Linked DNA regions of Mus musculus: all the other regions are linked to region 2. Evidence: chromatin contacts called from public HiCAR-type, HiChIP or PLAC-seq and promoter capture Hi-C data. All regions are on one chromosome and are shown on one strand. Each heading gives the region's core, a stretch centred on a gene start, on an enhancer-like site or on the middle of the called end of the contact. The rest is flanking DNA. Distances are from core to core; before and after follow the strand shown.

What was found. Promoter capture Hi-C pulls out the DNA fragments that hold promoters and counts their contacts. HiCAR-type assays count read pairs that join an accessible place to other places. HiChIP or PLAC-seq counts read pairs in DNA pulled down with a chosen protein or histone mark.
Region 1: a contact with region 2 is called in a HiCAR-type map of astrocytes, with 2.9 times the contacts expected there. The contact joins the promoter of Zfp930 here to the promoter of Naf1 in region 2. A contact is called at or near these places in 1 of 484 Hi-C or Micro-C datasets (CD4 T cells) and 1 of 115 datasets of contacts at active chromatin or transcription factors (astrocytes).
Region 3: a contact with region 2 is called in a promoter capture Hi-C map of liver, with 2.4 times the contacts expected there. The contact joins the promoter of Klhl2 here to the promoter of Naf1 in region 2. A contact is called at or near these places in 3 of 39 promoter capture datasets (hippocampal neurons, liver and pre-B cells), 1 of 484 Hi-C or Micro-C datasets (LSK cells) and 3 of 115 datasets of contacts at active chromatin or transcription factors (astrocytes, large pre-B cells and pro-B cells).
Region 4: a contact with region 2 is called in a HiCAR-type map of astrocytes, with 4 times the contacts expected there. The contact joins the promoter of Atp6v1b2 here to the promoter of Naf1 in region 2. A contact is called at or near these places in 2 of 39 promoter capture datasets (hippocampal neurons and pre-B cells), 1 of 484 Hi-C or Micro-C datasets (CD4 T cells) and 1 of 115 datasets of contacts at active chromatin or transcription factors (astrocytes).
Region 5: an H3K27ac HiChIP or PLAC-seq map of bone marrow-derived dendritic cells shows a contact between it and region 2, with 13 times the contacts expected there. The contact joins the promoter of Msmo1 here to the promoter of Naf1 in region 2. A contact is called at or near these places in 5 of 39 promoter capture datasets (the C10 cell line, embryonic stem cells, hippocampal neurons and 2 more), 2 of 484 Hi-C or Micro-C datasets (CD4 T cells and CD8 T cells), 3 of 115 datasets of contacts at active chromatin or transcription factors (astrocytes, bone marrow-derived dendritic cells and large pre-B cells) and 1 of 9 other capture datasets (liver).

The regions. Positions count from the first base shown.
Region 1 is chr8:69,207,039-69,212,116 of GRCm38.p6, forward strand. Zfp930 (zinc finger protein 930) reads left to right here and starts at 2,008. Exons shown (of 4, transcript NM_001013379.2): 1 at 2,008-2,121. The coding sequence starts at 2,119. Gm39188 (a long non-coding RNA gene) reads right to left here and starts at 1,959. Exons shown (of 2, transcript XR_870488.3): 1 at 1,821-1,959.
Region 2 is chr8:66,856,248-66,861,546 of GRCm38.p6, forward strand. Naf1 (nuclear assembly factor 1 ribonucleoprotein) reads left to right here and starts at 3,970. Exons shown (of 8, transcript NM_001163564.1): 1 at 3,970-4,799. The coding sequence starts at 4,120.
Region 3 is chr8:64,846,369-64,852,067 of GRCm38.p6, forward strand. It overlaps Klhl2 (kelch-like 2, Mayven), which reads right to left and starts at 3,556. Exons shown (of 15, transcript NM_178633.3): 1 at 3,265-3,556. The coding sequence starts at 3,290.
Region 4 is chr8:69,085,262-69,090,720 of GRCm38.p6, forward strand. It overlaps Atp6v1b2 (ATPase, H+ transporting, lysosomal V1 subunit B2), which reads left to right and starts at 3,475. Exons shown (of 14, transcript NM_007509.3): 1 at 3,475-3,667. The coding sequence starts at 3,532. It overlaps Slc18a1 (solute carrier family 18 (vesicular monoamine), member 1), which reads right to left and starts at 3,961. Exons shown (of 17, transcript NM_153054.2): 1 at 3,720-3,961.
Region 5 is chr8:64,730,550-64,735,642 of GRCm38.p6, forward strand. Msmo1 (methylsterol monoxygenase 1) reads right to left here and starts at 3,029. Exons shown (of 6, transcript NM_025436.3): 1 at 2,959-3,029.

The DNA.
Region 1 (5,078 bases), core at 758-3,257, 2.3 Mb after region 2:
CATAGCTGTTCATCTAAGTACGTCTACTGTGCAAATAGGTGACTTTTCCTGTATGTTTGCGAGAATTGTTGCATTGATATATCTGCCTTTAAGAGCATACATCATAATTAATAGGTAGTATTGGCCATAATTAACAGGTAGTATTGGCTCCTAAGTAAGCTACATTCACAGTGTCATTTACTTGTGAGGAACCTACCTGACTTCAGTTTGAAGGCAGGAGCCATTATGCTGTATTGCTCAAAATACCCCATTTACTGATTTGCTCTATTTAAGTCTTTTTCTTGGAGCCTGATCTGCTTGACCCCTGGCCTCTTCATATTTCTGAGAACATCCTGAACATACCTGACCCTCTATGGTGACCACATTTTTGTTCCTTTGGTTGTTTATTCCTGTATTTTCTTATTGTCTCATTGTCTGTTTTCTGTAAACCTGTTTGGCAGAAGCTTGTGATTTTACTACTTAAAAGAGGCACTAGAAGTGGATTCAGGTCTGGTTTCCTTACAGCACTTAGGATCCAGTTGATGGCCAGCTCTTAGGTGGTTCAAGTTGTCTCAAAATCGTGGTAGTGGTCTTATTCTCCCTGGGTTCAATTAACATATGAGTTTCAATTATGACCTTGAGGTACAAGATGAACGTGCCAGAGACATTTCCTTCTGTCTTTTAAAATAAATTGTATATGTTCCTGTCCAACGCTGAGCTAAGAACACCACCAAATCAGGCAGAACTCTACGCGAATGTGTCCAGGCTCTCTAAAGAAAACCCCCATGCTTCCTGTCTTTTATTTTTGTTAAATGATTTCCCTGCTTTCTGCTGGTAAGAAATATTTCCAAGTTTTTCTGTCTTGTCTGTTATGATGGCTATTCTTGGTAGACAAACTGACTACAAATTAACTAAGACCCAAAAAGTTGCATATACCTGTGAGAGATTTTTCTTAATTAAAACTTATGAAGTGGGAAGACGCTTCTGGGTCTTTTGAGGCGATAAGATCCACCTTTAATCTGGGCCACACCTTCTGGTGACAGTCCACATAAATAGAGAAGAAAGAAGCTCTCTCTCTCTCTCTTTCTCTCTCTCTCTCTCTCTGCCCTATCTTTGGTTAGCAAGTTCATTCCTTTAGAGCCTCCTTCTTTGAAAATGTGGTATACAGTGAAGCCCAGCTTAGACACGCAGCCTCATGGACTGAACTACTGGATTCTTCCAATTTTAGTTGCTAGACAGCACTTGTTGGTCTAGCTGGACCACAGCCTGCGAGCCGTTTTAATAAATCCCCTTTCTACATACAGAGAGGGAAAGAGACGCTCATTTTTATCATTTCTGTTCATCTAGAGAACCTTGACTAATACAGCTGCGTTTTCTCACCTTAACTCAGAAAAATGTTAGGAATAGTGTTCATAAACAACATTCTTCCTCGAACCATTTCTTTCTAATTATTCAAGTTACCGTGGAGACTACACTTATCATTAGTGTTAATTTGTCAAGAGATAGACCTGAATTTCAGGAAGAAAACTCCTATAGGGATGGATCCACCATCCAGCCTTCTTGTGGGAGAAACACATTTCATTGTGTTTGTGATGTGGTTCCAGGTTTTCTCTCAGGATTGTCCAGTGTACCTTTGCCAGCCAGGTAGAACGTAGCTGTAGCTCACCTGACCTCACCGTGAACCCACAGAACAAACATTTGTTTTCTAAAATCTCCTTAATTATTAATATCGTGGGCACCCTTCCACTTGTGGGACAGGAGAAACACTCCACTCCACATTTTGTAATGTGCTATTTAAACTAGCTACCTTGTGTCAAGGAGGAAAAGGGGAAAGTGCCTACCACGCAAGGAAAGATAGAAGTGAAGCTACCTCAGGTCAAGAGCAAGGACTCCTGAAATGCAAATATCTGCAACAGGAAATACTGTTCTGTGCTGTTCCTTAAACTCCAACGCCAAAGGAGGGACTCTTGTCACTCAGGCCTCATCAGCCAATGAGAACCTGCAGTCGGAGCGTCATCGGGGAGGCGGGCTCTTCCGGGCGCCAGGCTCCAGGCTCCGTTCCGAAGCTGGGAAAATGCAAGCGGTTCTTTGCGTGTAACAGGATCTGTGAGGGGTGCACGCGAGCTTGGAAGCCACGCTATGGTGAGCAAGGGACCGCAGTCTTGGGAGAAGTGGGCTGCTGAGCCTCGGCATCCCTTTTGGTAGGCTACCCTTGGACTGGATGGAAGCTAGTGGGCCAGATGTGGAGTTGTATGAAGTCCCATGCGGTCTCTGTAGTTCCCTGTACCAAAGTGGTGACCTCTGAAGAACTTCACCCTGTGGGCAGCGTCTGTGTAGAGCTTTGGGGACATGGTGTGTGCGTAGAAACATCTTTGTAGCCAACATCACCGTGCTTCTTGTGCATCAGAGGACGGCAGGTTGCCGTTTTAGTTTAGCTAGCATCTCTAGAATTTCTGTTCTTCGGATTTCACATTTGGAGTTAATTTTGTGGGTATTGTGCATGGAATCTTATGTGTTGGTAGCACTCCACTATTTTGCTGAGATGATAATGCAAAGGATTTACCAATGCTTCGGAGAGAATAAGTCACACAGAGTAGAGTTTAGCTAAAGGTGGGCTGCCTCTGAAACACCCAAAGATATAGTGTATTAATGAGGTCTGTAAGAGATGAAGTGCTAGATACGCATGTTTGTTCACCAGGATTGTCTAGACATTTGGCTCCAACCATAAGGAAGGAGACAACCCTGATCTTAAACAGCCGCTAGACCGATGCCCTTAAGAAGTGGCAGGAGACCAAGAAGCTGCTCAAAGGAGCAGGTAGGGTCATGTAACCAACATTAAGGCCTGGTGTGCCATAAAAGTCCTGTTTTCTTCTTAGGCAGTGGCTGCTTTCTATGGATCCTCTTATATAGATGCAGCCAGTTGTCCTTTTGTTAGCAAGCCAGACAGCAGTATGGTCTTCACTGTAGCAGCATCAAGATCTCGGCCTGCCTGCTGTGGGCCTCTGCGTTTATTAGTTATAAGGAGCCGTCACATCATTACTACATTATCTGCTACACACAGCGCTGACCTGAGCTGGAGAGCTGACCTGAGCTAGCTGCTCCTCAGCTTAACACCCAGCTCAGTCCTCTTCTAACTTCTTAGTGTGCTCTCTATGATTTCCCACCCCAGCTTTTATCTTTTCTCCTTTATACTTTTATAATCTTTCTCAGTCTGGCATATTCACCTAGGGACCCTGACACTGAAGAATGGTCTACTGTTCCAGGATACTGGTGTACTTAAGAAATAGTCCTGGGAATACTTTGTTGTGTAAGCCTCTCTTCTGCCTAAGTAACCACTTAGCAACTTAAAATTGGACTCTCCTGTCTCTATGTGAATTGTTCAGCGTGTAACCTGGGGCCTGACGCAGCATATGTAGGATGGAAAATGTGTCCTAGGCTGGCTCCTCTTTGAGCACCAGCCAGTGCTGTATGCATGCTATTCTTCAAGAATTTTTCTTCATTAATACCTTACGTTCATCAAGTTATTTCTCTCTGGGCAGACACATTAATTCTAGAACACCTGTACCTCCTGCAGAAAAATGTTTCTGAGGCTCTGTCTGTTACATTGTTTCAGGTAGCCTTGACCCTAGATACAGACAAGTCTATATGTCCACAGGGTATATATCTTGCTGTCCACTTGACTAAAATTAAAATTCTAAAATTCTTAAATTAAGGGGTTATACCATCATAGAGTTTTAAAATGACCAATTTGAGTCACTTAGACCACAAGAATCATTTAAGCAGTAGTAAAAGGATTTGTGTGTGGAGCATGGTCTCTACTTTCAGACCAAAATAGGAGCAACAGTTTATTGTATACAGTGCAGGGGGAAATGGGGAAGGCAATAGCTAGATCACAGACTGAAGTTTAAGGCAGTCAGCTCCAGTAGTCCCATTATGAAGAAGGTCCTGATTGAAGTAGGAGGGTGGTTTTGTAATTTTTCGACATGTATTGATTCATGCCATGTGAACGAAGACAGATCAGATTGGTGGGTGTACAATTTGGGGAGGTTACCTTGAGCCAGTTGATATCGAATTTCCAGCTAAGGAACTCTCCTATGCAGATATGTGCAATCCTGGTTGAAATAGTTAAGCCAGCTCAGAGGTTTGAGATATAGGCCCTCACTGCCTGTAGCTGAGTGTGTCAGGTTACAGACCCCAGCAGCTAATATTGTGTACAGGAGCAAGGTCAATTATTAATTCTCCCTGCCCCTCCCTCAGATCCATAACTTTATTTGCTTTTAAAAAGAAAATTAAAGCAGTTCCCGACACTTGCTAGTGGTCTTTGTGTCTACACAGCCTGTGATTTGTGAAATAGAATAGAAAAAAAAAGTTAAAATATATTAGAGCTTTGAGAGGGCCCTAGATCATTTAATGTCTCATTCTGTATATGAGAAAATTGGAACTCAGAGAAGTTCTGGGACTTTACTAAGACAATATCCACTTCTTCATCACAGAATTGCTTAGTGTTGAGTTTGCTACCCCACCTTAACTCTGGGAACCTGTGTGCTACCAGCCCCCACCCAGAGAATATTGGCTCTTCGGATGAAAAACCCAGGCACACACACTGCTCAATTTCAACTTGCCTTGTCAGTTGCTGGGCATCATTTATCTTCTGAGGCAAGCGTGCCCTCCCCAGTACTCTTGTCCCACCACCCTAAATCTGTCCTCAACTTTAGTTGCTCGGTTACTTAGCTCAATGGCTGCTAGCATCTTTATTGATGGGTCAAGAACCAATTAGGCAATAGGACCTTAGCATCAGAACCTTCTCTATAGCTTAGTGTTTTTTAATTTCTCTAATTAAAGAAGCAGTTATCCATTGAAACAATGAAATCTACAGAGAGAAATGCCTCAGACATTCCAGGTTCTCTGCCCCTGCTTCTTTTTTTTTTTTTTTTTTCCCGAGACAGGGTTTCTCTGTGTAGCCCTGGCTGTCCTGGAACTCACTCTATAGACCAGGCTGGCCTCGAACTCAGAAATTCGCCTGCCTCTACCTCCCAAGTGCTGGGACTAAAGGCGTGCGCCACCACGCCCGGCTCTGCCCCTGCTTCTTAATCCATAAA
Region 2 (5,299 bases), core at 2,720-5,219:
CAGGTACAGCTATTATTATCCTAAAACTCAGGCTGTCCCCATCTCAGAAAGAAGAGATTTTTACCAGCAACAGCGGCTTCCTTAGATATCACTGAAGTAATATACAGAGAATGAACAACTACAGTGTCATCTTCAGTGCTATCTAAAATATAAAAAATAAAATATACGTTCTATATTTTTTTGTTTTCCTTTCATTCTTCTATTCAAATATCTCTTCAGGGGCTGATAAATGGCACAGTGGGGCAACACCCTTGCTGTTAAGCCCAATGAACTGAGGTCAATCCCTAGAATCCACATGGAGGAAGACAACGAGAACTGGCTCTTTTAAGTTTTCCTATGGCCCCCATATGTACCTGCCCATACACATGCACACACACAAAATAGATGTTTCAAAAAGTCTTCATAATATTTGTTATAGGGGCATGGTGGCACACGCCTTTAATCCCAGCATTTGGGAGGCAGAGGCAGGCGGATTTCTGAGTTCAAGGCCAGCCTGGTCTACAAAGTGAGTTCCAGGACAGGCAGGGCTATACAGAGAAACCCTGTCTTGAAAAACAAAACAAAACAAAACAAAACAAAACAAAACAAAACAAAACAAAACAAAACAATATTTGTTATAATCTGGACAAGAAAGAAATATCTATAATAGTTAGACAAAGTTCTTAGGTCCATAAGACTTCATTTTTCAGGAGAAAAAGAAACAATAAGGGATAATAAATATAGTAGCTAGTACCTAATTTCATAGGTATAACTTGAAGATATTGGTCAGAGAAAAATAAGCATTAATTTAGGCAGTGACTACTGCTTAAGTACCAAGGTTGAGTGCGGAGGGTCTCTTCTGGAGTGTTACAGTTACCTGGGAACAATGAGCAAATAGTCCCTGCTCTTATACCAGCAAAGGGAAAAGGTCAGATATGGAGAATAAGTCTGCTAGGCTGAAGGACTTCTCAACCAGAATCCATGGGTCACAAGAGAGGGGGAGAGAGCAGAAGACAAAAATAAGAGAGTAAATTGCATCCAGTTCAAGATCAAATGGAGCTTGAAACCTAAGCTGGGCATTAAGGTTGGTTATTTTTGTTTGCTTGTTATTCAGTTCTTCCTTGTGCACTTTTCCTGTTTTCTCAGATTAACATATTCATGGATCTCTTTAAAGGCCTAGCTCATCACCCTAATGTAAAAGCCTGCTATAGTGCTGGGCGGGTATGGGGTGGTATGGGGTGGTCCTGGGGCTCCCTATCTATCTTGGGGGCCACTTTGTTTCCATTTCTGTTAAAGATGATCTTAGACATGGCTGGAATGCACCTGTTTTCTTCTGGTCTGACAAGATATAAACCAGACAGTGTAAGGCTAGGGTGTGGCTCAGTGGTAGAGTTCATCAATAACCTATTAGGTCCTACCTTCACTCTCCAAAGTGGCAAGGAAAGACATGGGTGACCCAGCCCATGGGACAGATATAGTCAGATATGGTAGCTTGATAATCCTTTTCCCTCTTATTGTTGTGGGGCAGTTACAAAATATCAGCTTCACTGAGAAAAGTCTGAGCTTTCCTTAGAAGGATTAGCTTTGTTTTAAGGTTCAAAAAAGTTGCATCTGTGTGGGAGAAGTCTTGTTTTCTGGAAATCTCTGAGGCCAGCAGCCTCACACTGCTAAATGGTCTGTAGCGAGGACCTTTGAAATATGCTTGAGCCAGGTTTATGGCTACTGAGAGTATTATAGTTACGTTACTTCCCAGACTGCACACTGCAGTTTCTTACCTTCTTCTACTTCACAAATATCTCTTGTTTTCCAACTTATCTTTTTTACTGAACTATGAATTCCTTCTGAGGAGGATTGTGATTCATTAGTCTTCTTATACAAGCAAGCTATACAGCAGTGCATAGCTCAAAACAATGCTAAGTAAACAATTTTGGAATGAGCAGATGAGTTCTGGAATTCTCCTTGAGCTCTGCTTCTGATCCTAACTCTTTATTGATTGCTTGTCTTGTATCTTTAAATTTCCTTTAGCATTTTCAATTGACTACGATGTTTTTTTCTGAGTCAATTTTAAACAGTCATTAGCATTTTTTCAACTTCTCCAGTTTTACAGGTGTCTTAATCAGGGTTTCTATTCCTGCACAAACATCATGACCAGGAAGCAAGTTGGGGAGGAAAGAATGTACTCAGCTTACACTTCCATACTGCTGTTCATCACTAAAGGAAGTCAGGACTGGAACTCAAGCAGGTCAGGAAGCAGGAGCTGATGCAGAGGCCATGGAGGGATGTTAGTTACTGGCTTGCTTCCCCTGGCTTGCTCAGCTTGCTTTCTTATAGAACCTAAGATTACTACCAGCCCAGGCATGGCACCACCTACGAGGTGTCCTCCCCCCTGTATCACTAATTGAGAAAATGCCTTAAAACTGGATCCCATGAAGGCATTTCCTCCTTTCTCTGAGATAACTCCAGCTTGTGTCAAGTTGACACAAAACCAGCAAGTACAATAGATAACATCAACTTCTTTGTTCTTTCCTAGGTCACAAATTTTCTAGTACCTTGTTAAGGTCTTAAGATTTTGAATTGTCATTTATTCTACCTCATTGACTTAACCCCTAGTTTAGACTGCAATCATCTAATTTCTGAAAAAAATATAACATTTTGCTGCCCACAGAAATATTCTAAATAACATGTTGTCTCTTCTAAAATTCAGCTGTGTATCTCTACATATCAGTCATTATCAATGATACATATTATTCATAAATCCATGCTTTGGTTCACTTTGCAGGGGTATCTGTACAATGAATGCATGCTAGACAAGTCTTGCTTCTCTATACCATCTTATTTAATGTTCTATAAACTAAATGAGATAGTATTTTTGTCTGTATTCTACAGGTAAGTAAGATTTAGTTACACCCGGTTGCATATTTCAAGAAAAATGATAGAATTGGGGTTTTAGGATATGAGTATTTACTTGGGAAATATTGCCTTAGTACCTACCGTCTTGGATTTCTATTTCATCTGGAAGGGTTTCCAGGACACAGCCCACCAATTTTAACTTTCCATTGTTGTGCCTTTGAACAGTCTATTCTATACTTCAATTCTCTGCCAAGGATTCACCTTTGCTTTTAAAACTCACATTGGATTGTAAGCATTGTAATGTGCAGGAATGCCTGGATTGCTTCTTCTTTTACTTTAACTGAGAGTCTTCTATGGAGCTCCTACAATCAATTGTCAGTAAATAACATATAAAATTTTACATAGTCCTTCATGAATATGTATGCCTACTAAGTTGTTGCAATATTATTAGGTGAGACATTGATGCATCAAATTGAAGACCCAGAAAACCAGAAAAGTTTGATCTTTTCCTAAATCTTCTTTTGTAGTCTTGGCCTGTCCTGGAACTAGCTCAGTAGACCAGGCTGGCATCAAAATCACAGAGATCCACCTACCTCTGCCTCCTGAGTGCTGGGAATAAAAGCATGCACCAACACCTGGCGATAACTCCCCAAGTCTTAAGAACTTGGTGCTTGAGTGCCTTACAATCTGACGAAAAGATCTCCAGATTAAAATGCTACATTTTAGAGTCACCCCACACTTCCTATGAAGCAGCATCAACTATGATATAGCCCTGCCATAACATTATCAGTAAAATCCTTTACAACTCTTGTCTTTTCAATATACTGGAGAAAGAAAAGTATTGTTTTTTCTCTCACGGTGAGAATGTAAATGTGGTTTTATTTTCATTTAACTTTCAAGATAAATTACTAAAAGCGTCTTTTGAAGACGTTCTGACTCAAGATTCTCAAGTACAGAAACTAGTACTATAATCCTCATTCATTCCCACCACGCCTGGAAGCCCTCGCTTTAGTGAGCAGCACAGTTCACCAGAAGCAGTGAACTTGGCGGACTTAGGACCGCGCGGAAGCCAAGTTTCCTCCATAGTTGGAATCCTTCAGCCCCTGGGAACCGGCGTCTCGTTCATGACGTCACCGGCCCTCCCGGAAGTCCCGTGAATGATGCCGGGGGCGTGTCCTCAGGTCGGTCCGCGTGCGGTTACCTGAGAAACGCGCGGGCTTCAGCGTGGCCGAGTTGGCTAGCTTGGCTTCTGAGGAGACCCTCGCGCTGCTCTGCGGCCCGGGCGGCGCCATGGAGGTGGTGGAGGCCGCCGCGCAGCTGCAGACGCTCAAGTTCGGCGGCTCCGGCCAGGGGTCGGCAGCACCGCAGCCACCTGAGGATCGCCGGGAGGCCCCGCCGCCGGGGGTGCAGCCGCCGCCGCCAGCCCCGAGCTCGGATCCCGGCGGAAGACCACCGCCGCTGCCAGCCCCGAGCTCGGATCCCGGCGGAAGACCACCGCCGCTGCCAGCCCCGAACTCGGATCCCGGCGGAAGACCACCGCCGCTGCCAGCCCCGAGCTCGGATCCCGGCGGAAGACCACCGCCGCTGCCAGCCCCGAACTCGGATCCCGGCGGAAGACCACCGCCGCTGCCAGCCCCGAGCTCGGATCCCGGCGGAAGACCACCGCCGCTGCCAGCCCCGAACTCGGATCCCGGCGGAAGACCACCGCCGCCGCCAGCCCCGAGCTCGGATCCCGGCGGAAGACCACCGCCGCCGCCAGCCCCGAACTGGGATGCGGGCGGAAGACCACCACCGCCGCCAGCCCCGAACTCGGATCCCGGCGGAAGACCGACTCCGCCGCTGCCAGCCCTGAACTGGGATGCGGGCGGAAGACCACCGCCGCCGGGCGGGGCCTGGGTCACCGGCCGGAACGCCGCGGAGCCGCCGCCAGTGCTGCAGGCCTCGGACTCCTCGGACTCGGATTCGGACAGGTCGAGTGCACGAGAGGCCGGAGGGGGGCCGGGGACACGGGGCCTGGGGAGCGGGGCGCGCGGGCGTGCTCTGCGGGGCGGCGCAGCCGAGCTCCGTGCCACGTGCTCTCTGGGAGCTGGGACCCCGGGCTCGCCGGAGTGCTTCCCATGGTCCCAGCTACTTCTAGGAGTTCCCGCTTCCTTTCCAAACGTGATAGTCCCCAAAGTTACACGTGAAGTTAGTCACATGTTTGCAGTGTAGAAGCCTCGACGTTGGTAGATTATTTGTAAAATTACTCTGCTATGTTATTACCATAGGAACTCAGTTTAACATGTGCATTGGGGTTAGAAATTCTGACTCTTGTTTCAGTTCAGAATTGCTACGTTTTTCGTCGAGACTACTTTTTTGAGACCTCAGGAGTTAAGGGTCAGGAACAGGATTACCTTATGTTTCAAACTTCATTGCCCCCCTTTCCAGCGAGGATCTGGTGTAGCCCAGACTGGTCTGTAGCCTGGGAGGC
Region 3 (5,699 bases), core at 2,306-4,805, 2.0 Mb before region 2:
AACTGCAGGGTTGGCAATTCACCATACTCAATCTCCAAGAGCCCTGGTTCTGCAGGCAAGAGATGCACTACAAAGCATCAAGCTTCAACAAATTACTTTGTTTCTGTGACAAAATAGGGGCAATGAAGCAAGTTTTCACAAACTTACATTTATACTACTAAAGTACTATCCCTTCGGAACCTTCCTTCTATTGGAGAACAGTATTACAATAGCCTTTGATAACTGATAATGACACTTGCTAATAACTCTTCAACAGATACTTCTTGACTTGGCAAAACCAGAAACTTGGCAACTCTATCCTGGACTTGACTTTTTCCTTTAAACAGATCAAAGAAATCCAAAGACCTGAAACCTTTGCTCTGATCCAACCCATCTTTGGAGGACTAAATGCCCTTAGAGCATGGATGGCTAACAAGTTGTCTGGCTGTGTGGTACACCTCTGATGACAGGCATTTCCAGTGATGCAGGATCCCACTGAGAACAGATAAGGTGGCAGCTCAGGCATGATTACGCTGCTGAATGGAGAAAAAGCAAGACCGTAAGGCCAGGAGGAGTAAGACAGCTTGGGGGAAGAAACAAGAGCTAAGAAAACTATTCCAAAAGGGATGTCAAAGGGATCCACACAATCCCAACTTTACAGGCTTTGTCAGCTTAATAATTAGGAAACCCCTTCATGCAAATAACCATAAAGGCTAATATATGAAGAGTACCGCGGAAGTCAAGGCTGTTTAGCTCTCACTCCGTCTGCACAGCCCACTTACCACCTCGAATTCCCTGACTCGTTCATTGATACCTAATTTTCTTGGTTGCACATCTTTCAACCTGTGGTCTTACTATTACCTAGACCTCCAACTGAAACAGAACCTGAATGCCACACATACTCAAGTATGCAAAAAAGACAACTGGAAATACGACATATAGTGGCAATCAATGAGACTTCTCAGAAGATGAGAAAAAGTTGGAGGCAGAGTGGAAAAGGCAGAAATCAAAATGAGGAACTAAGAATGCAGGCAGAGATGCCTACCAACCCTCCAAGACAGCCTAAGGGAAGAAGGGTGAGACCAGAGAACAATGCAGCCTTGACTCTTAGAACAGAAGCCCAGACAAGCATCATGAAAAGTGCCAGGCAGAGACAGGCATCCAAGAATTTGCACACTGAATGAATTACTACACAGACACACAAGAGAATTCTGAGTCTGCTTCCATCCTATTACCTAAGGCCCTTTAAGTCCAGGTCAAACGTCTCTCTTTGCCTTGAAGCTCAGGCTAACACTCAGTGCTTAAAAAGAGGTGAGTGCTCCCAGTGAGTGCTCCTAACCTAGCTCTAGCCAGGAAGCCCCAGCAAACAACTCCCCACCCCCACCCCAAAGACCTCACCTGCAATTGCTTACAGCAGACAGCATGACCCAAGGTAAAAGGGAGTTAAAGGAAACAGACACAAAGAAGCCAGAGGGTAGGAAGCCAAGACCTGTGTGTCTAATCCATAGACACCTAAGCAGCAAGAGCACAGGCTCTAGAAGAGGGCTTGAGTCTTGGACCTACCCAATGCAAATTAAATGTCTTTGTAGCTTTAATTAAGTGCACACAAACAATGCAGAGGTCTTAGCAGCTTTCCAGCGACTGCAAGGCTACAACTGTTTCCTCCTCAGCACCCCGGGATTCCTCCACTACCTCAAGCCTCCAATCTAGTTCCAGAACTACAATCGAAGCAACAATAGCAAAAGAACAGAGCTGCTCATCTTATTCAGTTTTCCGACTTAAACCATTTTCTATGCCTTGGCTTGCTCTAGGGTCTGTTTTCCACACCCATCTTTTTTTCTTCTGAACCTTCATCCTAAGGTCCCCTGGTTCTCTCCAGTTCACTCTGCTTCCAAGGTGGGGGGTGGGGGGGCTGCTAACATGTTTCCCAGGGGGCTCAGGAAGCTTTCCCAACCTTCTGGGGAGCGTGAGCAGATCAGAGCCTCAAAGCTGCCACCATCTGCAAAGCATCTGATCCCTTGCTTTTTCTATCATTTCTATGAGCCCAGAAGGGGCAAGCCAAGACTCACCCACTCTTCAGATCCCCACGACCTGTTCCACTCAAGCTCAAAACACTGCACATACAGAAACTGTGGATCTATCATCCCATGTGATCTCATAAAAGGACTCAAAATACAAAATACAAAAAGAACAAGAAAAAGAAATGTTCAGCCCAAACCAAATATCCTTATTTTAGCTGGAATCCTGCCAAATAGGCACAAGAGGCTGGTGACGACAACGGTGATAGAAGGAAACTGGCTAGCCGAATCTCATTGAAAACCGATAAGGTTCCATGAATCAGATCGAATGAAAAGGTTCACCCTTTTTGGAGAGAGGTTTGTCTGCGGTTTGAAAGTCAGATCCAAAGGACTCTGTACTCCTTCATAAAGGTTAAACTGATGAAGGTGGCGTGGGGTGGGAGTGGGGGTGGGGAGGACGAAACGTTCAAACTCCCGAAGATTTACAGGCCACTTTTTCAAAAAACAAAAATCCTTGTACAGAATAACATCTTCCACATGATTTTTTTCTTTAAAGCTCTTATTTCTAGAAAGTAATTTTGTTGCAGGTGATCTTGAATGCACTTGGGCACCAAGGAAAAAAGACACCTGTGCCTAACAGGTCGGTAACACTACCAACGTGCCCCGGGTACCAAGGGAACGAGAGATGCTCTGATTTCTGGATAAAAGATTTTCTGCAGTGCCAGGTAGGAGATCACATGCCCTAAAACGGCCGCAGCTCATTTGGAGTGATGTAAAAGCTCCTTGGATATTAATTTTATTAGAAATTCCAAGAAGCAAGCAACCTCAGATTGCATTCATTTTAGACTCCAGGCGTCTGGTACTTTCCAGTTTCCTCTCGCTCCCTACTAGCAAGGGGTAGGCGAGATGGGCAGCAGCAGCCCATGCATTCCGGGGAGGGGGGAGGTGGGGTACCGACAGGGCGATCGTAGCCCACCACCACCACCACCACCACTCCCCGCGCGCGCACACCCCGCCAAGCCCCACGCACAGCTCCATCCCGAACGTTCAATTCGCCCCGGGACTAAGAAGCCCCTACCCACGGCCGGCCGGCCTGGCAGAGTCCGGTCCCGCGGTCGCCCCCCGGACTGCGGGCGCCGCGCCCCGTCACGCCCCGCGCCTCCCCTCGCCCGCCACCCCCCGCGATCGCGGCGTGTCCTCCGCAGCGCCGCGCGCCCTCCGCAACCGTACAGCCCTCCGCCGCGCGCCCGGGCGCCCGCTCACTCACGCGGGAGGCAGTGGCGGCGTCTCCATTGTGGCTCCTCGCGGGCTTCAGAACGCAGGCAGCGACCGCCGCCGCCAGCACCATACCAGCCGCGGACGCCGGCACTGTCCGCCCGCCCAGCCCCGTTCCATCCGCCCCGAGGGGGCGCAGCGCTCCTCACCGCGCGCCACCACCTGCGGCGGCGGCCCCCGCGGCCATGGCCCGTCGGCCCCGCGCGCTCGTGTGCCTGGCGCGGCTCCCGCGCTCCCCCGAGTGCCGGGCGGCGACGGCGGCGGCGGCGGCGGCGGGACAGGCGAGCGGGCGAGCGTGCTGCTCGGCCACTTCCGGGTTCTCCCGGCCGGCGCCGGCGCCGTGACGGGCGGGCGCTGCGGCCTCCCGCGGCGGAGGGACCCCTCCCTCGGCGCCGCCCCTTCCTCCGCGGCGTCTGGAGGAGGAGGCGGCGGGCGGACGGGCGAGCGCGCGCCCGCGGGGGAGGGAGTAGACCCGGGGCCGAGGCTGGGAGCTCGGAGGCGGGGAGGGCTCGCGCGGAAGGGGTGCTCTCCGGTGCACCGCTTGCTCTGATTCACCGGTGTGTTCACATCCTTGTCTTGGCGTCCGAGTGCCTCCCCCACCCCCGTGGGGATGCGGGGGAGGGCAGACCATTCACTGCCTTTCCGAAGGGGGAAACCGAGGCAAGACGAGATAGATCGGCCTGACCAGTGTCCCAAGCCCGAAGCTAGCGGGCGTCTTTCCTGGGTGTTCCTAATCTGGTCCTTGGACAACTGAGTTGAGCACCTGCTAGGCTGAGCTTGGGGACGTGACTGAGCAAACGTGGGTCGTTTAGCTTAGCTAGCTGCCCATCTGGACGTGATAAGAGAAACAATGAGCCCAGGATGTCCACTGGGAAGAAGAAGAAACGGCGGTGAGATAGGGCGTGCTGTTTGATGAGGAACGGTCCGGAAGGCCTCTTGGGGTATCAGTTAAACAAAGATGAATTAACATGAACCTTGAACCACTCAAGGGGTGGGTGAATGTCCAGGGCTAAGGCAAAATCAGTGAAGATCCCTGTCAGCAAGATGCCTGTCACATTGAGAAAAGGCAGGAGGGTTCCGAATTCTCCACCAATGCCTGCTAGCGGAAGAAACACCTGGGAACTTAGAGATGGGAATTCTTCAGTTCCACTCCAAACTTACTGTCTAGGCACCCTCGGGGTAGAGCCAGGATTCCAGGCTTGAAGGAAGGCAAGGTCTGAGACTCTCTACTTACTGTAACTGAGGCAGTACTAGACCATTACTGGCCAAATGGTTACCGTTAGTTGTATAAGTGATACACTCGCGGAGGGAAGGGAGCAGGCAAGTTTAGTCTAGCCAAAATACAAAAGAAAGATGGCTGAACTGGAGTCAGAGGGATTGAAAGAAGTGGTCAGATTCTAGATGATAAAGTGCTCAGTAAGAATTCCGATGGATTAGGCTTCAGGAGAAGTAGCGTCCGGAGTGAACTTAAATTTGGAAGTTGACCCATGTAGATCGTATGTACAGTCACAAGACTAGTTGAAATAAGCTCTGTAATGTAGCTACAGAAAAGACCAAGACATGATCCCTGGGCCACTCCAGCATCACACGAACGGAGTGCTTGCCTGAGGGAGCACAAGGCTCCATCCCTAGCACTGCCAATAAGTACTTAAATAAAATAATTGCAAAAGTGTTGGTGTGTGCTTATAATCCCCGCACTCAGGAGGCCAAGAAAGGGTGCTCAGTGGTGACTTGTTTTAATAAAGAAAATATGCCTTGCCGTGATTAATATCTCTGCATCGTTAGGCCATTACTGATTTGCCATGCGGAGGGCCTGCATGATGACTTCCTTATGGCTCAGACAGATCCATCACTAATAATACTTCCTTAGGATTCGTGATGGATCTGTCTGAGCCATAAGAAAAGTTCCTGCTTTATAAAGCAAAAGTCGGATGAGAAAGTGGATGTGAAGCACATACAAGCTCACTAGCAAAAGGTAAGCCTGGTACAGAATGAGTTCGAAAACTATGCCTTAGCAACCTAGTTGGACTCTGTCTCATAACAAGTTGAAATAAATTAAAGAGGGGGCTATGGCTCAGTGATAGTGCCTGGCAAATACATAGCTCTGGATTCAATCGCAGCATTGAAAAGCAATAATAATAATAATAATAATAATAATAATAATTTCTAAAGGGTGTGTCAGTGTGCGAGGCACATACTTTGAGTCATAGCCCCCATTAGATCTTCCTCTGGTTCATCTTTGTCCATCACAATTTTCTGCTAATATTCTAAATGTCTATTTTTTTTTATCACCACTCCATTTGTAGAAGTAAACCCAGAAGAGTGCTTATTTTTGTGATGTTCACACAATCATGCAGGTGCCCAAGGAGGCCAGAAAAGTAGATTGGGTTACCTGGAGATGTAATTACAAGTATTTGTAAGCCACCC
Region 4 (5,459 bases), core at 2,225-4,724, 2.2 Mb after region 2:
GCATCATTTGAATGCTTTTGATTCTCTGACTGCATTGCAAGTAAGCTAAGGGGGAAAAAAAAACTTTCATAGTTCTGAGATTCAGACTTAGAGACAATGCAGATCATGACCATGATGGAAAGGCAGAGATGATCCAAATTAGAATGTCTCTGGAGCTTTGCCTGAAAACCCCAGATGCTGTAATAACAGCTTATTGCTATCAGAGAAGGGCGTTTTAGCAGATTCTAGGTGAGAGCCTGGGCTTGTACTCTCTCTTTGGATCAGATGCACTCACTCATCTTAGAACTAATTTGATGTTCCAAAATTCCTCGTTGATAATTTGTATCTGGGGTCTTTGTAGATTGATCTGAATTTATACAGAAGAGCTAGGCAAAACATGTGTGCATGGAAGTTATGGAGTCAACAGGCATTGCTTACAGTCTAAGAAGCTCAAAGCACAGGGAAATCACTTTACTTTCTGAGACTTCTGTTTCACCAACTGCAAATTGGAGAGAAATATCTTGTATTTCTCCTTTCTAAAAATCTAACAATTATAAATTAGTCCTCTAAAAAGGACACTCACATAAGGAAACTCAGTATTTTACACCTGAGTGGTATTTTCCATTCAATAAAGAAAGATTCACATTCTATGGGGAAACTTTAGTCACTGGCATGAGCTCTTCCTGCCTTCCCTTCCTTAATTTTTCTTCCTCAATAAATATTTGCAATGAAATACAATTTCACATTTGTACCAGAGTTTCTGGTGCTACTAGCCTTTTTCTTCATTTTAAATCCTTAAGAAGAGCAGGCCTAGAGGACCATGCTCATAATACCAGCTTTGGGCATTGGAGACAGGTGGATCAAGAGTTCAAGGCCAAGCTCCCTCTATAGCTCCAGAGGAAAGTTGAGGCAAGCTGGGTCTACAAAAAAGTGTTTCAAAAAAACTAACTAACTACATTCTTAAAAGCTATATTACATAAACTATTTCCCGTTCACAGATGGCAAGTGAGAGACAGAAGGAACTAATGGCTGTCCCAAGGTCACATTGTGTACTCAAACAGACACTGAAGCCAGGCTTGCTGACTCCAAGTTTCCTGCTCAGGCCACATTCTCTATGCCTGGGCCAGCTACCCTCGCAGTCCTGAGGTGTAAAGGAAGTAAAAGAAGTCACCTGTGCAGATGGTCCTATACCCAGGCACATACAAGCAGCACAAAGTTGACTCGGTAGACTTAAAAAGGACATGAACTTGGGAGGCATAGAATGGCAGGAGATGGAGTAAGAATTGGAGGAAAGAGAATTGGGGAGTAGATTTGATCAAAATGTATTATACACATGCAAAAAAATTCCAAACCATAAAAAGTTTAAAAGAACTACATGACTGGGCTGGAGAGATGGCTCAGTGGGTAAGAGCACTGACTGCTCTTCCGAAGGTCTTGAGTTCAAATCCCAGCAACCACATGGTGGCTCACAACAACCCGTAATGAGATCTGACGCCCTCTTCTGGTGCACCTGAAGTCAGCTACAGTGTACTTGTGTTTAATAATAAATAAATCTAAAAAAAAAAAAAAAAAAAAAAAGGCACTGACTGCTCTTTCAAAGGTTCCCAGCAACCACATGGTGGATGGTGGCTCACATCCATCTGTAATGGGATCTGATGCCCTCTTCTGATATGTCTGAAGACAGTGACCGTATGCTCATATAATTAAAATAAATAAATAAATCTTTAGAGGATTCACTTTTTAAAAAAGAACTATATAGAACTCTCTGTTTACATTCAATTACCTCTTTTAATACTTCCAGCAATTTTATCGAGGATTGAAGGATTGTTACATAGGGACCTGAGATGCACTCAAAGTAGACTTAGGTAACCTGGCTACATTTACTTCATTTGTAACATCAGCTGACTGACTTTTAGTTGAAATGCTTGGGAGCAGGAATGCTTTAGATCTCAAATTTCTTATTTTGCCTTTTTTTAAAAAGATTTTTAAAAGATTTATTTATTTTATGTATATGAGTACACTGTAGCTGTCTTCAGACACACCAGAAGAGTGCATCTGACCCCATTAGACTGGCTTTCAGTAAGGTTTATAACTTATCATCAGTGAGCCACCATGTGGTTGCTGGGAACTGAACTCAGGACCTCTGGAAGAGCAGTCAGTGCTCTTAACCACTGAGCCATTTCTCCAGCCTCTCAAATTTCTTTTTTTTTTAATTGTGAAATATTTACATAATATGTCTTGTATATAGGCTGTAAGTCTATAGATAAAACTCATTTATATTCCATACATACCTCACATATATAGCCCAAAGGGAATTTTATAACAACATAGTAATTGGGCTGGAGAGGTGGCTCAGCGGTTAAGAGCACTGGCTGATCTTCCTGAGTTCAAATCCCAGAACCCACATGTGGCTCACAACCATCATGATGGGATCCGAAGTCCTCTTCTGGTGTGTCTAAAGACAGTAACAGTGTGCTCACATACATACAAATAAATAAATCTTTAAAAACAAAACAACAACATAGTAATTTTGTGAATGAGGCAAAGATCCATGCTTCCCAAACTGATAAGTTATAAACCTTACCGAAGGCCAGTCTAGACATCCTCTTGTGTATTTATCAACAAATCTATGGGGAACTAACACAAAGAAGTTTTTCAGTATGTTGCTCCGTCATAGCAAAGTTCTTGTTTTCCTCTTCTGTTCTTATATTGTAAAGAGAACAACAATCAATTTACTGTGTTGTTCGTTTCTCACAGGCTGGTTTTTCTTTTTGTTTTTTTTGTTTTGAAACATAGTTTCACTATGTAGCTCTGGCTGCCCTGGAACTCAGACCTTCCTGCCTCTGCCTCCTGAGTGCTGCGTTTAAAGGCTTGCGCCATCACACCAAGCCAACCGCTAGCTAATTTTATCACAGCCAAAGAAAAGAAACTAGAACCCTTTGTGCGTTCTAACCTCTTAACTGGTTTTCCAATCTGTTCCTAAGGTGGTCTTCCACACCATATACTCTTCGGATATGCAAGAAAGCCAAGTCTGTTCGAAAAGATCCACGAAAAAAAAAGAACTTGGTAGTAGGATAAACTGAAATAAATTTCGACACAAAGTTACCAATCATGGGACTAGGTTTTCTATCTTCTGCTTTCCAAGGTGTTTTCCACAGCTTGATTATGAACCTCAGTTGTCTGTATTTTCTTATGCACGTTTTCCTATCTCTTCCTTCCCTACATTCCAATGAATCTTTCTTTTTCTCGTGAATCCTCTCTCTTGTGTCAATTTTGCCCTCTGGCCCCTTTCGCTTCTCTTTTCCCGCTCCCAGCCTCAGATCCGCGCTCCCAGCACTCTGGTCAGCTCCCTATGCGCCTAGCATGCGCGCGCACCCTGCACCGCCCCCGCAGAGCTCCAGTCACGAGTCTGGGGGCGGGGCGCCGCCGAGAGGGCGGGGCCTCTGCCGCAGCTTCGAAGCGCGCATGGGTGGGGCCGGCCGCACGGGCCTCCCTGCTATATGTGCGCCTGCGCCGCGCTGCTGCGGGGCCAGTCGGGACGGAGGAGACAAGATGGCGTTGCGAGCGATGCGGGGAATCGTGAACGGGGCCGCACCCGAACTGCCCGTGCCCACCGGTGGGCCGATGGCCGGAGCTCGGGAGCAGGCGCTGGCGGTGAGCCGGAACTACCTATCCCAGCCTCGTCTCAGTGAGTACGGGAAAGTGAGCGTGTCCACCAAGCCCTTGGCTTGTGCTCTCACCTGTTCAGCCAGCGGGGAGGGAATGGGATTCATTTCCCCCATCGCTCAGTTCACAAGCACCTCTCCAGCTTTGCGTGAGCTTTTCCGTGACTTCGGTGGGCCGAGCGTGAGAGCACCGACTGGAACCTTCCCATGGGCTAAGTGGGCTCCTGATGATTGCCCTACCCGCTCCGAGTTCTCTGGGTATTGTCAGACACTGGTCTGTCTCTGAGGGCCACTTCTTGTCACTGTCTTCATCTGCTCCTGGCCTCATTTAAATGTCTTCGGGTCGAGGGAACGCCTACTCCGTCCCCCTTTGCCCCGTGGACCTCTGGGCAGGTGGACCGTGCAGAAGGTGTAATGTCATCGCTGATGTGGGCAGGCCCCGCGGCTAGAGGGAGATGTGGCTTATTCTGTAGGGAACCGCTTCACTGGAGGACACCTAGATACCGGAGAACCTTAGAGCTGAAAAATACCCTAGTCGTGCAGTCCCACCCTCTCGTTTTACAGGCGAGACGCCTAAGGTTCTGGAAAGGAGAAGCCATGCCTGGCTTCAGACATCTAATTATTGGGAAAAGAGGAACCAAAAATCGAGTTTCTTAATCCTTTGCTTGGTCTTCTGTTGTTTATTCGTTTACTGACCAGCTAACCAAACGCAGTTAAATGGAAGGTTGCTTTCCACTGTTATGTTCATAGGCTTAAGTGTAGTGATCATAAAAGACCTCAATAAGCCATGTTTAGACAAGCCAGTCATTCCCAAATGGCTCTTGTTGGCTGAAGCTTTCGGTTGTATAGAATCAAACCTCTTCACGGCTCCCTTAAAGCCAGGCAGAGAGCTTTGAAAGAAGACTTTTTTTTTTCCTCTTTTTTAAGTATCTGTTGTTTTCCTGAAAATAAGGTTCCATTTGCACAGGTTAATTGGCAGCTTGGCTCTGTGGGTGGCTCATTGGTTAAAAGCGTTTCAGCTGAAGGGTTTTAGCTAGGCGCCCTCCAGCCTGACTAATCCTGTCCTGAGCTGTCAGTGGGTCATGTGATAACACTGCAGCGAGGGGAAGGGAAAAAAAAAACACACACACACACACATTGGAGAGTGGATTGCTGAGGTGTGCCTTTTAAGCATTTTTTTAGAATAATTGTTAAAATTAGAGAATGCCTGTTAGGGGTTCATGTGAGCCCAAGGAAACGTCGGGAAAACTGACAGATTTATACCTGAGAATTACAGAATCTCTAGAATTGCATTTGATATGTATGCTTTGCTCTGAGCAGAGCACATAGACACTGGTGTGGCTTCTAAGGGAAAAATGTTACAAGGTTATAGTAGTCTCTTTCCATATAACAAGTCATTCAGAGCCAATTCAGGGAGTGTCGACTACTCCATGGCGAAGGTCTTAAGCCCTTCAGGGATGAGTAGTGTTTCTCCACCATATCCATGTGCTTGGCCAATATTTGAAGAGTTTGTTCATAGGAGGATTCTGCTGACTAAGCTGTCTCTAAAAGTTGCATCTTTGTATCCCCAAGTTCACAGTGTCTGACTTAGGAAGTGCTCTGTAAATCCTATAACTTGGAATTCAATTTGTCCTAATAGTTAAGCGTGTATTTTTTTTTTAATATGGATAGGGTTTTTAAAAGGGAGTTGGTATACTGCATTTAAATATCATCTTTTACTATTTTTGCCACATTTTTAGTCAAATTTAAATATTAACTCAATTTTTTATTATTAAAGTTTGATGATACTATCAAAATAATTATAATTAATTGATA
Region 5 (5,093 bases), core at 1,779-4,278, 2.1 Mb before region 2:
CCCACACCTGCTGGCCTCACAATCTGTCCTCATTCTTCTCAATAAGTCTTCTCTGTTCTTTTGGCTTTGCTTTGTGCTGTGCTGTGTTGTTTTGCTTTTCTAGACAGGGCTTCTCTGTGTAGCCTCGGCTGTCCTGGAACTCAAGTCAGTGGAACAGGCTAACCTTGAACTCCCAGAGATCCACCTGCCTCTGCCTCTCTACTTCCTAAGTGTGTATCTTACCAAGGACATGGCTCTCCTTTATCCTTTTTCATTTCGTGTCCTTCATGTTCGCAGGAAGCCCACTTTCTTCATTCTAAAAATACCTGCATGGGACTGGAGACTGGGTCAGCAGTGAGGAGCACTTGTTGCTCTTGCTGCAGAGGGCCTAGATTCAGTTCCCAGCACCCACATGGTTGCACACACCATACAGAACTCCAGTTCCAAGGGATCTGATGCCTTCTTCTCACACCAAGGGTACCAAGCTTCCACGAACAGAGATGTAGGCAAAACACTTGGTATACATAAAATAGGCAATTTTTAATTAAAATTTTTTATAAAATAAAATCACATTCAAATCTTGGTGAGTTTCAACTTGGCTTGAGTGAGATAGTGTCTAGAAAAAGAGGGGGGGAGGAGAATAAAGGAAGGGAGGGGAGGGAAAGGAAGGGAGAGGAGGAGGCAGACAAGAATTCCTTATCTCCTGTCATCTCTTCTAAGCCACCTTACCCTTCTTACAATGAAAGTCCAGATTGAAAGTCCCACCCTCCTCCACCCACACAGGTTTCTTACCACTGAGATCCCCACCCACCCGAAGATTTTGTCAACCCTCTACTACAAAATTACAAAACACAAGACTATTGTACCAATCTCCATTTTTCCTGAGGTCAATACCAAATTTGACAATGACCAAATGAACACTGACGTCCTTGCTACACGTCCCAGATCTTATGGAATGATAAAATTCTGAGCCATAGTTTTATCAAAAAAAAAAAATTCCTCAATAATAATTTGTCAAGAGGGGGCTGGTGAGATGGCTCAGCAGTTAAGAGCACTGACTGCTCTTCCAGAGGTCCTGAGTTCAATTCCTAGCAACTACATGGTGGCTCACAACCATTTGTAATGGGATCTGATGCCCTTTTCTGATGTATCTGAAGACAGCTACAATGTAATCATATAACTTATAAATAAAACTAAAAAAAAAAAAATTGCCACCAGGCAGTGGTGCTGCAATGCCTTTAAACCTAGCACTTGGGAGTCAGGGGCAGAGTGAGTTCCAGGACAGCCAAGGCTATACAGAGAAACCCTGTCTCAAAAAAAAAAAAGACAATAATATTAATAATAATACTATAATAATAATTTGTCAGGAAACCTCAATAAATATCATGTTAAGCACTGAACATAAGACCTGGCACACAGCATCTAAAATAAGCTAACAATTATTGAGCACCTTCTGCATACCCAGTATATGCTGTCATTTTAAGCTAAACCCTTGCCTCGCTGTGAAATAGAGGAACTTCTATGATCCTTGGTTTTCAAATGATGAGCTGAGGCTTAGGATAAATGAATAACAGTACAAAGTTGCACGGATGGGGAGTGGAGGAGTACAGCTTACCCAGGCCCCCTGAAAAGGCTGCTCACACTGGCGGTATGTTCTCACTCCCCATCGTTTTCTATTTCTATCCGTATGCTCAACTTACTCTTAAAAAAAATTTCACAAAGTGCCCCAGGTCTGTCTGTCTCTCTCTCTCTCTCCTCTCTCTCCTCTCTCTCTCTCTCTCTCTCTCTCTCTCTCTCTCTCTCTCTCTCTCTCTCTCTCTCTCTCTCTGCCTGTCTCTCTGTGTCTCAAGATCTGTGTCTTAAGTTGGGCTTAAAACTATGAAACTAAGGACGACCTTGAACTCCTGATACCCTGCTGAGATTACCAGTGTTCGCCCACACACTCAGCAACCATCAAGATTTGACATTTCTCCATTTGACATTTTTCCTAGTCTCATGGAATGCTGGTTGATACCCATCATCTGTAACTCTTATCCTGATTTAGATTCTGATTACCCAAAAGGCTGCTGGCCTGGATCAAACTTGAATGCATCCTACAGTGCCTCAGGTGCCCATCGCAAACACGCTTTAATGCCTAACTTGAGAAACTTCATCACCTCCAAAAGAGCTGTTCTAGTCTCTAACTCGGCATCCTCGACTAAGTCTCCCAACTTCCACACAATGCTGAGACAGCGTTCAGTTACCTCAAGTTCACGCTCCGTAATGAGGAGAGGAAAACAGGGCATGTAGTTTTAAACAAAGTGTCAGATAAAGTGATCAGACAGGAGAGGGGAAAGCAGGCTTTGCTGAAATGAATATCCTGCCTTTTCAGTTTTGAGCAGCCTGCTTGCCTGGAAATTCGATCTGAATCAGGTAGACTAGATCCTCGGATTTCAAAAAATAAAAAGGATGAAAAAAAAAATGTATTCGTAGGATAACTTAACTCCTGGCTGACGATCCCAGCCCCTCTTTCGGCACTGCAGCTTAGAGAAGCCTTAGGCACAGGGTCAGGATCCATTTAAACATAAGTTTAAACCTTCATGGTTCAAGCGCGGGTAATTCTCCTAATGTGAAGCCCAGACCTCTCGTCCATGCACCCCTCTCTCACATGGAGCCACATCCTACAATACCTCTGGGACAGCTTCCTAGATCCACAAACACAGAACACACCCTACTCCCCCACTTGGTGATGGTGTTTTTGTAAAAAGTTTTTAAGACTCAAGTCAATGAACCAGACTCCAGGTGATTGCAAACTCTTTAAAGGGCAGGAAGTGTTGTCATTCCAGTTGCATCACTTGAGAACCTAGGCTCCTTGCCTGGAGTCTCGCACAGCCCACCCAGGTTCTTCCCACCGCATCCTTACCGGCCTCAGCCGGACACCACCCTGCTGGTCCCCGTCTCAGTCGCCCTCCACCCGGATCAGGCTAGAGAGCGCCTTACCTGGCGTCCCCGCGACAGACAGCGGTCTAAGCGCAAGTCCTGGCAGGTGCAGCGGCCTCCTCACTACCTCTGCCGGCTCAGGGGCAGGGCCCGGAGGCCGGGCCCCGGCTCGCCTGTCGTAATTGGTCCGCCCCACTCCCGCCCTGCCTTCGCCGTGCAGTGATTGGTCCGTGCTAAGGCCCGGCAGCGTGTGACTCAAGTCAACGAAGCCCTAGCGGCGCCAGTCATTGGCTGCGCGGATGGAGTGAGAATAGTGAGACCCGCGCGGCCAGCCAGTCGTCCGCGCGGCAGCGCAGCTGGAGGCGGGGCGCCGCGCGAGCGCGTGACGGCGTGACGGGGCGGGGCAGCCGCGCGGACCCGGCGTCGCCTTGGCAACCAAGCGGTGGGTTCCTAGGCGCCCAGTGCTGTGGGTGCGCTGGGTTGTAGCATCTTGCTACTCACATTGGCTTGGCTTCATCCAGAACCCGGGGAAAAAAGTGGTATATATGTTTTAAAGACTGATTTGAGTTTTTGGTCTTGCTTTCCTGTAGTTTATTCTGGATTTCGATCTTTCTTTTTTTTTTGAAAATGACACTTATTTCTTATTATTTATACTAGTATGAATACTACATTTATTTTCACTTTAAACTGGTCCACATATCATATAGTTTAGTTATAATAGTTTGAATTCCATTATAAATAATTAATTTTTACATACTAAATTTATTCTTCAAATTTATTAATGTATCCTTTTTCTTACACTCACAGAGCCAGAGACACAGAAAGCTAGAGAGACAGAGAGATAGACAGATAGGTATGATGGGGCTTGAGGGAGTTATAGTTGGGGAATGAGGGGAAAATATGGTCAAGATAAACTGTATAGATGGATGACATTTTCAAATAATATAAAATAATAAAAACAAAATCAGTGATGTAAGTTGGATTTTTTTTAGGCTACCCTGGAGTTTTTAAAAAAATCACTTTCTAATATTTATTGTAATCAGATTAATAAAACTAGGAATTAAATTTTCATGTTAATAATATTTTTGAGACATAAATATGAAAATGATATTAAGGTAACCTGACAATTTATATGTAATGGACAATTTTGTGTATTAGATTTCGATCTTCCTTAAGACAGGTCTCGAGTTATAGTCTGGCCTTTGAGCTGGATACGTAACCTAAGGACGGCCTTGACCTCTAGTCCTCAGGCCTTGGATCATCCATCTTGCCCCCCACGTACTTTAATAAGTGAAGCTTTTTTCAAAGTTCTATTCTTTTTATCTCATTTAGTGTCTGTCTGTGAGTGTGTGTTCACAAGGGGAGTTTGTGCTTCCTTCTGCTTTGTGCTGCTGAGGGTTAACCTCATACGCTCAGGCTTGTGCTGACTGAGCCTGGCAACTATCTTTTAATAAATCTCTGCACATGGACCATAGGGTACTAGTGCAATATAGATCCTGCAATAGCTGAGGGATGCCAGCATTTCCCGTGTTGCAGATTGAGAACAAAGCTCAGAGAGGCTAGGGGGAGGGGCACATGTATGCTGAGGCCCTGGCAAGGCAGCTCAGGGGTAGAGTTTATGCTTAACATTCTAGGGGGCTGAGTTCCACAGGTAGAAATTGGTTCTAAGTCAAGGGAGTTATCTGCTCCCTAGGTGTCAAGACCTGGACCTAAACCAGCAGATGAGCTAAGAACCAAGCCTGTGTAACGCTAGTGTGAGTGCCCAAAGACAGGAGCGCTTAGACTACAGCTCTAGGCTCCTTTTACACCACTTGTGAAAGCCTATCTAGAGATAATGTGGTGACAGGAAGCCAATCTTTTCCTTAAAGAAGGTGTCCCAGAAAAACCACAACGACAAAATACCATATCCACTGTGGTGGTGTAACCCAGGCACTTGGCAGATCGGACCAGGAGGATCAGAATTCAAGGTCAGCTTTGTCTACGTAACGTGTTCAAGGCCAATCAGGCTGCATGAGGAGGCCCTATCTCAAAACAAGAATAACCTTCCCCCACCGTACCCCCAACCCCCACCCCGAAGCAGGAGGATTGTTCTGAGTATGAGGCCAAGCTGGGGTATTTAACATGATTTTTTTTTTTTTTGAGACTGGGACTCATTATGTAACTCTAGCCAGCCTTGAACAGAGATCCACCTACCT